Linked DNA regions of Mus musculus: region 2 is linked to region 1. A link is a contact called in public Hi-C data. All regions are on one chromosome and are shown on one strand. Each heading gives the region's core, a stretch centred on a gene start, on an enhancer-like site or on the middle of the called end of the contact. The rest is flanking DNA. Distances are from core to core; before and after follow the strand shown.

Region 1 (5,435 bases), core at 1,862-4,361:
GTAAATATTGATAAGCTTAATGTTTACAGACAATGACTTTGAAACCCTCATCATGTATTTAAAAATTATAAAGGGGTCTGAGAACAAAATGGTTGGGAACTTAATACTTTGGAACTGATCTGGAGAAATAAACTCTACTTCAGTAAGGATAATATTTATACTGGACATAAGTAGATCATTTTAGGTAAACGGAAACTTTAGGCTCCCAAGTCTGTGTTTTGTTGCAAGTTTCAACGATTCTAGAAGGAATCAGAAACCAGTGTGGCCTAACGCAGGAGCAGCTGAGTGTGGCTGGGAGGGCTCCCTCAATCAGACTTAGGCTGGGGTGACAAGGTTTATGTGTATATTGACGTGTACAGGATTGCTTGATTAGGTGGCAGCTGAGTGGAGAGATGCTTTCCTAAATGGATTTGATACTATCAGTTGAAGAATTAAATATATGTGTCTTTCATCCCATCTTACCACAGCATTATATGGGCTCTGTTACAGACTGTTCCCTTATTTGCTTAGCAAGGTAAGGTGTATGGCCAATGGCCAGGCCCCTCTGTTTCACCTCTCACCTTTAGTGAGCAAAACAAGCATGCTAAGTCATTCTTGACTAACAAGTCCTGAAAATGGACTTTAATCAAGATAATCAAACCCAGTCCCCGGCCATGCTAAAGCTGCAGCCGCGATGTGGTTTGCTCAGTGTTGGGGGAATGGGAAATGTGTCTGTCACTGCTGACTGACCTGCTCTCAGATCTGCACAATTATATTTTTAGCTAAACAACAAATGTGGCAAAAGTGGGGAAAATATTGAGAATTTCAATAATGAGACTTTTGAAGGAAGCTCAGCTCTCTGAAAGCCAGCCTGCCGGAGATGGATACAATGTACTTAGCAGCAGTTATTGAAGCACTTGTGAGCGCATAACAATTACACAAAAGAGATCACACTGTCCTCTCCCGACATCAGACATCAAATTGTACCTGGGTATACTGTGCTTTATCAAGGCTCGGGAGAAAAAAAAATTACATCTCTCCTTACTTTACAAACTCTCGGAGTTCTGAATCTCCTAAATGAATTAAAAAGAGAGAGCTATTTAATTGTCTCGCTGAAAAGCACAGGCTGTAACGCCCATGCACGTTTAAGAAAAGGTATTTATTTAACAAGCATTTGTTGATCAAGTACTGTGTGCCCACATGTGATAACAGACTGGAAGAACAAGAATTTAGCAGAGGTTGCATTCCAATGGAGTAGGGAAATTAGTATTTCCTATAATTTTGAGCATTTATAAATAATACAGAGGAAAGTAGTGAATGTAGAAGAGGACACATGGAACTAAGATTGTCACCAAAGGTGGCACTTTGTTTTCAGTCCTCTTCTCGGCACACCCTAAATCTTTGCTTGCTCTTGTTAGTTCATCTACATCTCTACTTATGTCCCTTTTTCTATGCTGTAGATCAGAGAGCTGGGATGTTCATGGGGTTTAGCTCTAAGGGAGAAGAACAAACTTGCCTAGACAAACTTGTTTATTTTCTTGACCCAGTTTTCTAGATGATTATATCAAGTGTGCATGTACAATATTCAAGATCCCATTCAAGACATGGAAGTGCAAGATCAGAAAATTGCAGTTTGTTAGTTTGAAGATGATTCTATAGCAATATTATCATATATGCTAATGTGGTCATGCAATATTATAGTATATGCTAATGTAGTCATGTAATATTCTAGTATATGCTAATAAGAATACAGCTATGAAAAGAGATTTGGTAAGCTCAAAGGATTGATATTTCAGATGTAAGTCCTTTGGCGATGGGCAGAGGGCTGTCCTCAGTAGGAAGAATGGGAGTTGAAATACTGACTTGGCATTTAAGTAAGATGTTAATCAACTCACAACATCAAGATAAAAATATTATACAATAGGAGGACTATTTCTATTAATTATCTGACCAAATGATTTGAGTAATCAGAACAGAAAATAAGAGAATACCTTTTGGGTGAAAATGGAGGTCATTTTTCCTTCCCAAATTACAATTTTATATCTTTAGATACTAATTGCAGATATTTCCTTGGAGGATTTCGATATCCAGAGGGACAAAATAAACATTAAAAAAACACTAAGTGCTAGTGACATGTAGATGAATTCTGGTTTTAGTGTTGGTCAGCTGGTTCTTTTCCAAAGCAAAACATTTGAATTCTATTTTTTATTTTAGTTGGGAAAATTATTCAGTCTGGTATAAAATATTAAAAATTACAGCTGGGTAACAGGGTTGGTTCATGGTATGGTTCGTGACTGTCATCCCAGTACTTAGAGGTGAAGACAGGAGAAACAGTAGTTCAAAGTCACCCTGGCTATAATGTGAATTTAAGGCTAGCCTGAGATACAGGAGACCCAGTCTCAAAGACACACACACACATACACACACACACTCACCAAATAATACCACACACAAGTACACAGTCATACATGCCAATCAGTTCTCACTGAAATATCAGCTTCCATTTCTTCCCCTTTCTAGTACAGTTCATTGGAAAAATAATTAATAAGGTAACATTAAAAAGCACCCACCAAAGGATGATAGTGAATCTTTTGTTTCCTTCTAGGTATACCTACACTGTTTCTCTAAAGCCATCCCTTGACCATCTTTCCTACCTTTTGTTTCTTTTGGCCTTTGCTGGTTTGCTTGGCCCTAGAATCATGCCTTTTACTTCACAAACAACCAGGAGACACTACAAACTCGAATTACTGTAGAATCTGTTGGGTGTTAATTCTGATGAAAAGCTCCAAGGATCTCATGACTCCCTGGTACAGATTTGGGCATTGCTGTCATGAGAATTACTTGGTTTTCACTTAATCATCCTGTTTGTGCTTCTCTAATGAGACTGGCTTTAGAAAAGTCAATGGGCAGACCTTTCTTTGTATATGTCAGGAATATGTTCTATCATGTGTCTGGTAGCTAAGCCTTTCAAGGTCACAATCTGTACAGGATTTATGTGTCTGTGCCAATGACAGGCTTACATCTTTCCATGCTCTGCCAGCCTTCGGTGACAGCATCTGTTATTCTATCATTTGAGCCCCTGTCTTTAGCTCTCACACCAGTGCCAGTGCACTGTAAGGAGCAGGCTAGGCATCACTGTTGTGTGTACACATGTCAGCTGCAGGAAGCCCATCTTAGGTGACAGCCATGTCACTTTGGTACCACATCCCCTTTTACACTTGATCACACTTGCAGATGGGAAGGCCAAAGATTTCCAGGCAGGAGGAAGTGATGGGAGAAATAGGTGCCAGATGGACATGTTGGTGTGCAGAAGGGGACAGAAGACCCTCCACCCAAGTGCCACAAGAGCCCATGAGGCCGCTACCTCCGGTGCAAACACTCGCCATGCCAGCTGCATAAATTGGTATCAATTCAGGGACCAAAGAAGGGCATGTGAGTCTAACCCTGATGGACACCCAGAGATGAGGTTTCCCAGCAAGAGAAGGCTGATTTTCATGGAATCTGTATGCCTGGCAGAGTTACCACTGTGTGGTGTGTGAACTCCTTCACCTAGGCTGGGTAGAAATCCTGTCCATTGTTTTCCTCACCTCTCCTGGAACTCACCTTGAGTGCACTAACACAGGACCAAGTCCTTATATGATTAAACCATTCAGGGGATTAGGAGAGGTGAGAAAATGACAGATACTTGGAACATTGGGGGTGTTCTGCATTCAGACATCTTAATGCTTACATATAAATACTTTTTAAGTTTGTTGAGAGCAAGATGGAAGATGGGTGAGGATGGGGTTTTGAACTAAGAATTTAGTTACAGGGAGAGCCTTCAGGTTTGTTGTGCAGTAGAGAAATGCAGAAAGGGGAATTTAGGGGAAGGAAATAAATAATTTAGCTTTTGTCTGAAATGAGATAATGCCAATAAAGTTGGTCTTTTTTTTTCTGGCTGTTATTTTTGGAACCTGTGTCCCTTTTGATATGTTTTTGTGCCAAGAAGAGGCTATGTGGACTCATGAGCATTTGGGTTGTGTTTGCATAGAATTGAAGTCTTACTTGTAACTATTAAGTGACTGATGCCAATAGGCTCTTGTCTGGAGCCAATGGTATTTGGAAAGTGCCTTGGGAAGATTTTCCATTGTATCTGTTTCTGAGCACCTCACAGACAGAATGCCACTGCTGATTGTGCCCACCTTCGCCATTTTTTTTTAACAGCTTGGGACCAATGATACCTACAACAGGAACTTGCTCCTAAACTGTTCTTTGGTAGAGCAAGCTCTGAAGAAAATTAAAGGAAGGTCCAGGAGATGGCTTAGCAGGTCTTATCACCAAGCCTCATGCCCTAAGTTCTACCCCTGGACCCTACATGGAGGAAAGAGAGTGTTGATCCAGCACATTTTCCTCTGAGCATGCATATGTATGTGTGCATGTATGCTCACACAAATACACACACATATACATGTTCACATGCATACACTCACACCAGTGCATGCACATACTAATGCTTGTTTTTATTTTAATGAAGCATCTAGAACTGTTTTAAAGTTCCATTGTTCAGTGTTTACTCTCATCTTGACTCACTTCCTTCATCACTGTCCTCTAGAGAAATCTGTCATTCATATTTTGGTATTTATGACTTAGCATTTGCCTTAGCAAGAAGATTAGCAGGCTGTGGTTAGCAGGCTATCAAACAAGTGTTAAGAAGTAACAGGATGAGTTTGAGGCCAGCCTGGTCTACAGAGTGAGTTCCAGGATAGAAAAAAAGGAAGAAAGAAAGAGAGAGAGAGAGAGAGAGAGAGAGAGAGAGAGAGAGAGGAAGGAAGGAAGGAAGGAAGGAAGGAAGGAAGGAAGGAAGGAAGGAAGGAAGGAAGGAAGGAAGGAAGGAAAACATTCCACATTCCAGATGATGGAACGTTAGACTCTAACTGAGGAAAGTGTCTGGGGAAGGATTCCAAATGCTTCCTTCCAACCATCCCTTACCTATCACCCTTCCATCTTCCTAGTGCACAGAAGTCTTATTCCCACTTTAGGATCTTCGTTTGAGTGGGCATTCTTCATCCTCTGGCCAGCTAGATTCCATTTCCTCTTTCTAAGGACTTTCTCTCCTTTCTCAAAGATGGAGATAGAAGCTGCAGCTCTGGTTGCATTAAGTTCTGCTGTCTGCCTGACTCAGGAGACTGACACAGCCAGGTGCTTGCTTTCATTATGACTGGATCCAAAGGGAAGTAAGCCCCACAGTGAAACACTTGCTGGTGTGATTGATCAGTGTGTTTCAGTCTATACTGTTGTCCTGTTCTTTTACTCTTTCTGAGACTTTGTTTTTGAGATAGGGTTTCATGTATTCTGGCCACACTAGCTGTGTAAACTGGCTAGAAATGTATGTATAGAATAACAAGTATGTATATATATATAATAATTCAGTCATATTGGGTATTAGAGATCAGTTAAAGATAATTTAAAATATAAAG
Region 2 (5,435 bases), core at 2,058-4,557, 320 kb after region 1:
AGAGACAGACAGAGACACAGAGACAGACAGAACACACAGAGAGATAGAGATAGAGAGAATGAGAGAGAGAGACAGGTCGATTCTACATGTGAGAATAACATGTGATTTTGTCTTTCTCAGTCTGGTTTATGTTGCTTAATCTAATAATCTTTAGTTCCAGTCATTTTCCTGCAAATGCCAAGTTTTCATGTGGATAAAATCATTGTGTATTGATGGATGTGCTAATGTACTCTATGAGAGAACCCATGCTCAACACTGCCAAGAGCCAGACACTAGGTAGGCCATGGTCTTAGGGGAAAATCAAATACTGCTGTTTTGCTAAGGGAACATAGCTATAAAAAGACCCCTAAAGACATTCTGATATACCCATGCTCAGCCATCATAGAACCTTCCTTTTGCAGTAGGTGGGAACTAACACAGAGACCTACAACTGCACAATGTATATAGTGAGATATTTGGAAAACTCAGTGCTAAATGGTGGTCATTATTAAACCCCTCTGCTCAGGGCTCAGAGAGTTATGAGGAAGAGTAGGCAAAAGGCATACAAGAGCCAAAGGCGATAAATGACATTACAGAAACTGTCTTCTAGACACATAGGGTCGATGCACATATGAGCTCACAGAGACTGTGATAGCACACACAGGGTCTGTACAAGCTTAAGTCAGAAAGGGTCCTAATGCCAAGAGGGGCAAGTATGCACAAGCTCCCATCTGTAAGAATCTATCTCCAACTGACATGTTTATAGAAGATGTATTAATTTTCATCAATGGAGTATCTATCACTGGGTATATTAACCACAATGAAGAGCAGGCCCCATGCTCAGAGGTAAATGCCAATACAAAATGAACTCAGTGATATTTTTGTAAACGTTTTTGGTCTCATATTGCTTGGTCAGGGTAGTTGTTATCTTAGTGATCTTTCCTTGATGTATTGTGGCTTCTAATATTATGTTTTTATGTGTTTTATTTTTGTGTATGTATGTGCTTCTTAATTTTTTAAAATAATTCTGTTTTGTGTTCATTTCTTCTCTGTGTGTATGTGTGTATGTGAGAGAAAGTGAGAGAGAACAATAGAGAGAGTAAGAGGGTGAGAGAGCGAGAGCAAGAGTGCAAGAGAGAGAAAGAGCAAGGGAGAGAAGGAATGGAGTTGAGTAGATAGGGAAGAGGGAGGGGAGGATCTAAGAAAATTTAGGGGAGGGGGAAACATCAGAATATACTGTATGGAAAAACTGGTTACTTCTAAATATGTGGAATAATGGATTGAACATACAGCTTTCAAGAAAAGAAATAAAAAAAAATAACGAATATTTGAAAAAGTGTTCAAAACCCTCAGCCATCACACAAATGCAAGTTCCAAATACTTTGAGATGTTACCTTTCCATCGTACCAACAACTATGATCAGGGGTACGACTGACAATGCATGCTGACGCGGAGGTGGGGATCTAAGCTGGGAATGTAAGCTGGTCCAGCTGCCATGTATACTCTCAAACAAAGTCAAAAGTGATAAGGTTAATTTCTTTCCAGGTAACAGATAGGTTCTATAGGTAGGTACTACAATGGACAAGCAAAGACAGATTCAGAAGCAGGCTCCTCACTGATCACACAGCAAGACTATTATAGATATTAGGCCTTGTTTGCACAAACCAAATTCATGGTCAGTAATGATGCTTGCTTTCCAGAGCATCCTCTATGCGTTACCCCTTGCTGAGCTCGCTGATGGTGAGAGAGAAATTCAAAATAGCACCCAAATCCCTAAATCTTTGACTGCCTGAGGAATTCCAAAGCCATGCTGGAGCTGTTTTGCTTTTTATTAATTTATCTTCACTCACAGATTTGGAGGATGTGGCAAACAACAAAAGTCCCCATGACAAGCAATGTCAATTGAGTCTCTGGCTTTCTCTAAAGAGAAAGTTCTTTGTAGTATAACATTATTAGGGTCCACATGAACTTACAATAGGCTAGATGCTTTATACACAAGGGGCACTTAACTCCAGAGCTCTGAAGTCTGGGTGGTCTAGACTCTAGCAGACTCTGTCTGGGGGAGTCTGATACCCAGGTTTTTTTTTGTTGTTGTTGCTGTTTGTTTGTGGCCTTTTTGTTTGTTTGTTTGTTTGTTTGAGAAAGGGTTTCTCTGTGTAGCCCTGGTTGTCCTGGAACTCACTCTGTAGACCAGGCTGGCCTCAAACTCAGAAATTCACCTGCCTCTGCCTCCCAAGTGCTGGGATTAAAGGCATGTGCCACCACTGCCCAACTAATGATATCCAGTTTTAGATAGCTGTTTTCTCACTATATTCTTTCTCCATAGAGGGATAGATGATGAACTGTTCAGGATTTATTTATAAGACCAAGAAATTCACACATTAGGATTTTACTCTCTTGTGCTAATCATCTTCTCAAAGCTCCCCCTCCTAAAAAATAAAGAATTACTCCGGAGATTGGGATTTTAGGATTTCCACATCTGTTTGGGGGACACAAAAACATTCTATCGCAAATGTCACAAGGAGGCATGACAGAATGAGGACAGTTTACTCAAGAAGAAAGAACACTATCCAGTGCCTTCCATCTCATTACAGCCACCTCCTGATTCTTTCAGTACGTGACATTATTTGTGAAAGGGAAATCAAGCATATAGGAAAAACAGTAGACTATCAAATTAAACAGACCCTTAAGCCCTTGTGTGTGGTAGCTTATTCTGAATAAATACATGTTTCACAGTAAAAGTAAGGTCTCAGTTTCCCATCTTGGGATTCAAGATATTTGATCATTATTATTTCATTAATATATATATTTATATATATATATATATATATATATTTATACACATACATATATATATGTATAGTGTGTGTGTGTTTATTTTAAGAAATCTGACTGAGAAAATTATTGAGAATGTAAACCACGAGGCACAGATGCCTCCAGTATTCTGATTTGACATTACTCCCTGCTTCAGAATATTGGAAGGTTTCCTTAATAATTCCTAATTGGAGTCTTGGTTCAGATAAACCTGACAGTCCATTTAAGATGGCTTTGGTGGCTCAAGAACATGCTGAGACTCTCTGATGTAGGTTGTTTGGCTTAAGGATTTGAGAAAGCAAATAGAAGCAGCTGCACTAAGGATTTTGTGCAATTAGGTTCATGCAGATTCTGGAAGTTGCTTATTAGGTCTGTCACTTTCAATCCATCTGGTATTTTCGTGTTCAAGCCGAATTGCAGGTTGCTCAGCGGGGTCAGTGGTTTTCCTTTTACCTGCTAGACAGCATTGTACAACCTCGAAGGCTTATCTGCTGGAGGCAGGATGCACGATTTGGCTGCCTATTGCAAGGCACATGCATTTTTGATTTGACTGTGTGAGACAGCTCAGACACCTCCTAGGAGTTCCAGTTTGGACCAGTTCAAGATGTAGATATTATTCCCAGGTTGTTCTGGGCTTATTTGTTTTAATTTTTCAAATGTTCTTTCTCCTCTCCTTTGTGTGTTGCACAAAACCAAAAGTAAATGTTGTGGAAAGTGGGCACATCCACTTTTCAGCATTATCTGTCTGGTGTGGATTCAGAATCTGTAGAGTTAATTAGACACAATCTCTGAAACAGGGCTCGACCCTTTCAAACTTCTGCTAAATTGGGGAATTCTCAATATCAAAGACTCTTCGAATGTGCTAATTAGTGTATAATTCTCCCTTCCATCTTTCTCTCCAATACATATTTTTATAAAGCCAGCCTTCATTTGGACAGAGGAAGTTTGGATTCAAAGACATTCAGAAGACTTCTCTATGTGTGCGTCACCCCTTCCTTTCTAATACTTCATTTCCCACACTAATAACTTGTCAGTTCTCAGTTTCCATTTTGGATTCTACGTGTTTCATAATTTTGTAGCTCCCTTCTCCCTATCTATGAAGTAGTGTGAGAATATGCTAAGGCACGCCATGCCATCTGGGATGAAAGCTTTCAAAACTCTGGTGTTTTGTCTCTTTTCTGCACCTATGACCTTGGCCTCTTGAGATTCTGAGAGGAAATTTTCCAGGAGATGTGAATGAATCCGAGCGAAAGTCCATTGGTTTTCCTTGGCTTCTTTCATTCACCTTATGTTTTTTATACTTATGGGTTTAAATTTCTTCAAAGATGATGAGCAGGGGCCACTGGGTTTCTTATGATGTATTCTAAAACAGTGTCAGGACAGAGACAGGGATTGATCCACAAAGATGAAATGACTGCCTATTCTCTTTCATCTTGGCAGTGAGAAGGTAGATCCAGCAAATGCATGAGGTCCAGCCAGTGCACTTTGTCAAATGGTTCCTGTCTATGCCATCTCTACGAGGGTGGGTAGGAGAGGTGTGAATGGTGGAGGCAGAGGGTCTTTTTCTGAGAGCAAAGGGGAAGGACAATTCTGTGAAACTGATGGACTCTTATTGAATTTCTGGTAGGTAGCTTGTTTTCCCTGAAGGACTTCTGGATGCTTATGTGAGATCTATCTTGATGCCTCCTTTTATGCTTTTAAATTTAGTCCTATAGAAGCAGGAGGTGACAATGGCTAGGCTGTTGACAAATGAAAGAAAAGGGCTTGTTTCAGTGACATATTGAGGCATTTAGAATTTGAAGGAGAAATAGCTAACATGAAGAAATGATTCGTTTCTGTTCAGTCCTCTGAACTATCAACAAAGCACCATAATATTCATCTTATTTTCTGCAGAGAGACCCCCATCTCAAGAAATACAAATAATAGGACTTACAAGACAGACATAATGGCATAGCCAGTTAAGGCTCATGCTACCAAGCCTCAGGCCTGGAGTTCCATCCACAGAACCCACATAATGAAAATAGACTACTGACTTCCCTAAGCTTTCCTTTGACTTCCACATATATGCTGTGGCTATACACACACACAGTCTCTCTCTTTCTGTCTCATGTATGCACATGCACACACACACACACACACATAAACTCATACTTCATAACAAAACAAGTAAATCAATAAATAAGTGTAATGAAAATTTGAAAGTCAGTAAAATAATGATTATTATAATGGTAAATGAAAATATTCAATGGAGGTTGTCTTTTTCAAAAATTACATGAGAACAGTTGCATATTTATAGGCAAACAGGAAAGGAAAAGGAAGAAAGGAAGGACTAGAGGGCAGAAGGTTGTTTGGCCAACCTAAGTAATAGACCTCATACAAATCAATTCAAAATGTTAAGTGTTGAAATAAATCTCAATGACTTTAGAGTAAAGCCTGGGAGAACACCCAGAGGAAGTCAAGGCAAGGAAATGGAGTCTCAAACATGGCATCAAAACCACAGTGCTTAGAAGGAAGATTTGATAAATTGCACTTTCTAAATATTGAAGATTTCTGTTCTGTAAAAGACCTGATCAGGAGGGCTGAGAAGAGAGACTGGGGAGTGCAGAGAGCCTTCACTAACTCCAAGGCCACGTAGAACTTTC

Evidence for each region. A called contact is a pair of places that touch in the nucleus more often than the background predicts.
Region 2: a contact with region 1 is called in a Hi-C map of cerebellum, with 1.6 times the contacts expected there. The contact joins two enhancer-like sites. A contact is called at or near these places in 2 of 39 promoter capture datasets (the HPC-7 cell line and embryonic stem cells), 2 of 484 Hi-C or Micro-C datasets (cerebellar granule neurons and cerebellum) and 1 of 115 datasets of contacts at active chromatin or transcription factors (bone marrow-derived dendritic cells).

Annotation. Positions count from the first base shown.
Region 1 is chr2:7,035,985-7,041,419 of GRCm38.p6, forward strand. It overlaps a transcript of Celf2 not described here. Among named protein-coding and RNA genes, the nearest start is that of 5031426D15Rik, 110 kb to the left of the region's middle. Within about 2 kb of position 3,112, at least 4 of the 459 cell types and tissues checked have an H3K27ac peak or open chromatin away from gene starts, as enhancers often do. A contact at or near this core is called in cerebellum, where this site is marked.
Region 2 is chr2:7,356,519-7,361,953 of GRCm38.p6, forward strand. It overlaps a transcript of Celf2 not described here. Among named protein-coding and RNA genes, the nearest start is that of 5031426D15Rik, 430 kb to the left of the region's middle. Within about 2 kb of position 3,308, at least 2 of the 459 cell types and tissues checked have an H3K27ac peak or open chromatin away from gene starts, as enhancers often do. A contact at or near this core is called in cerebellum, where this site is marked.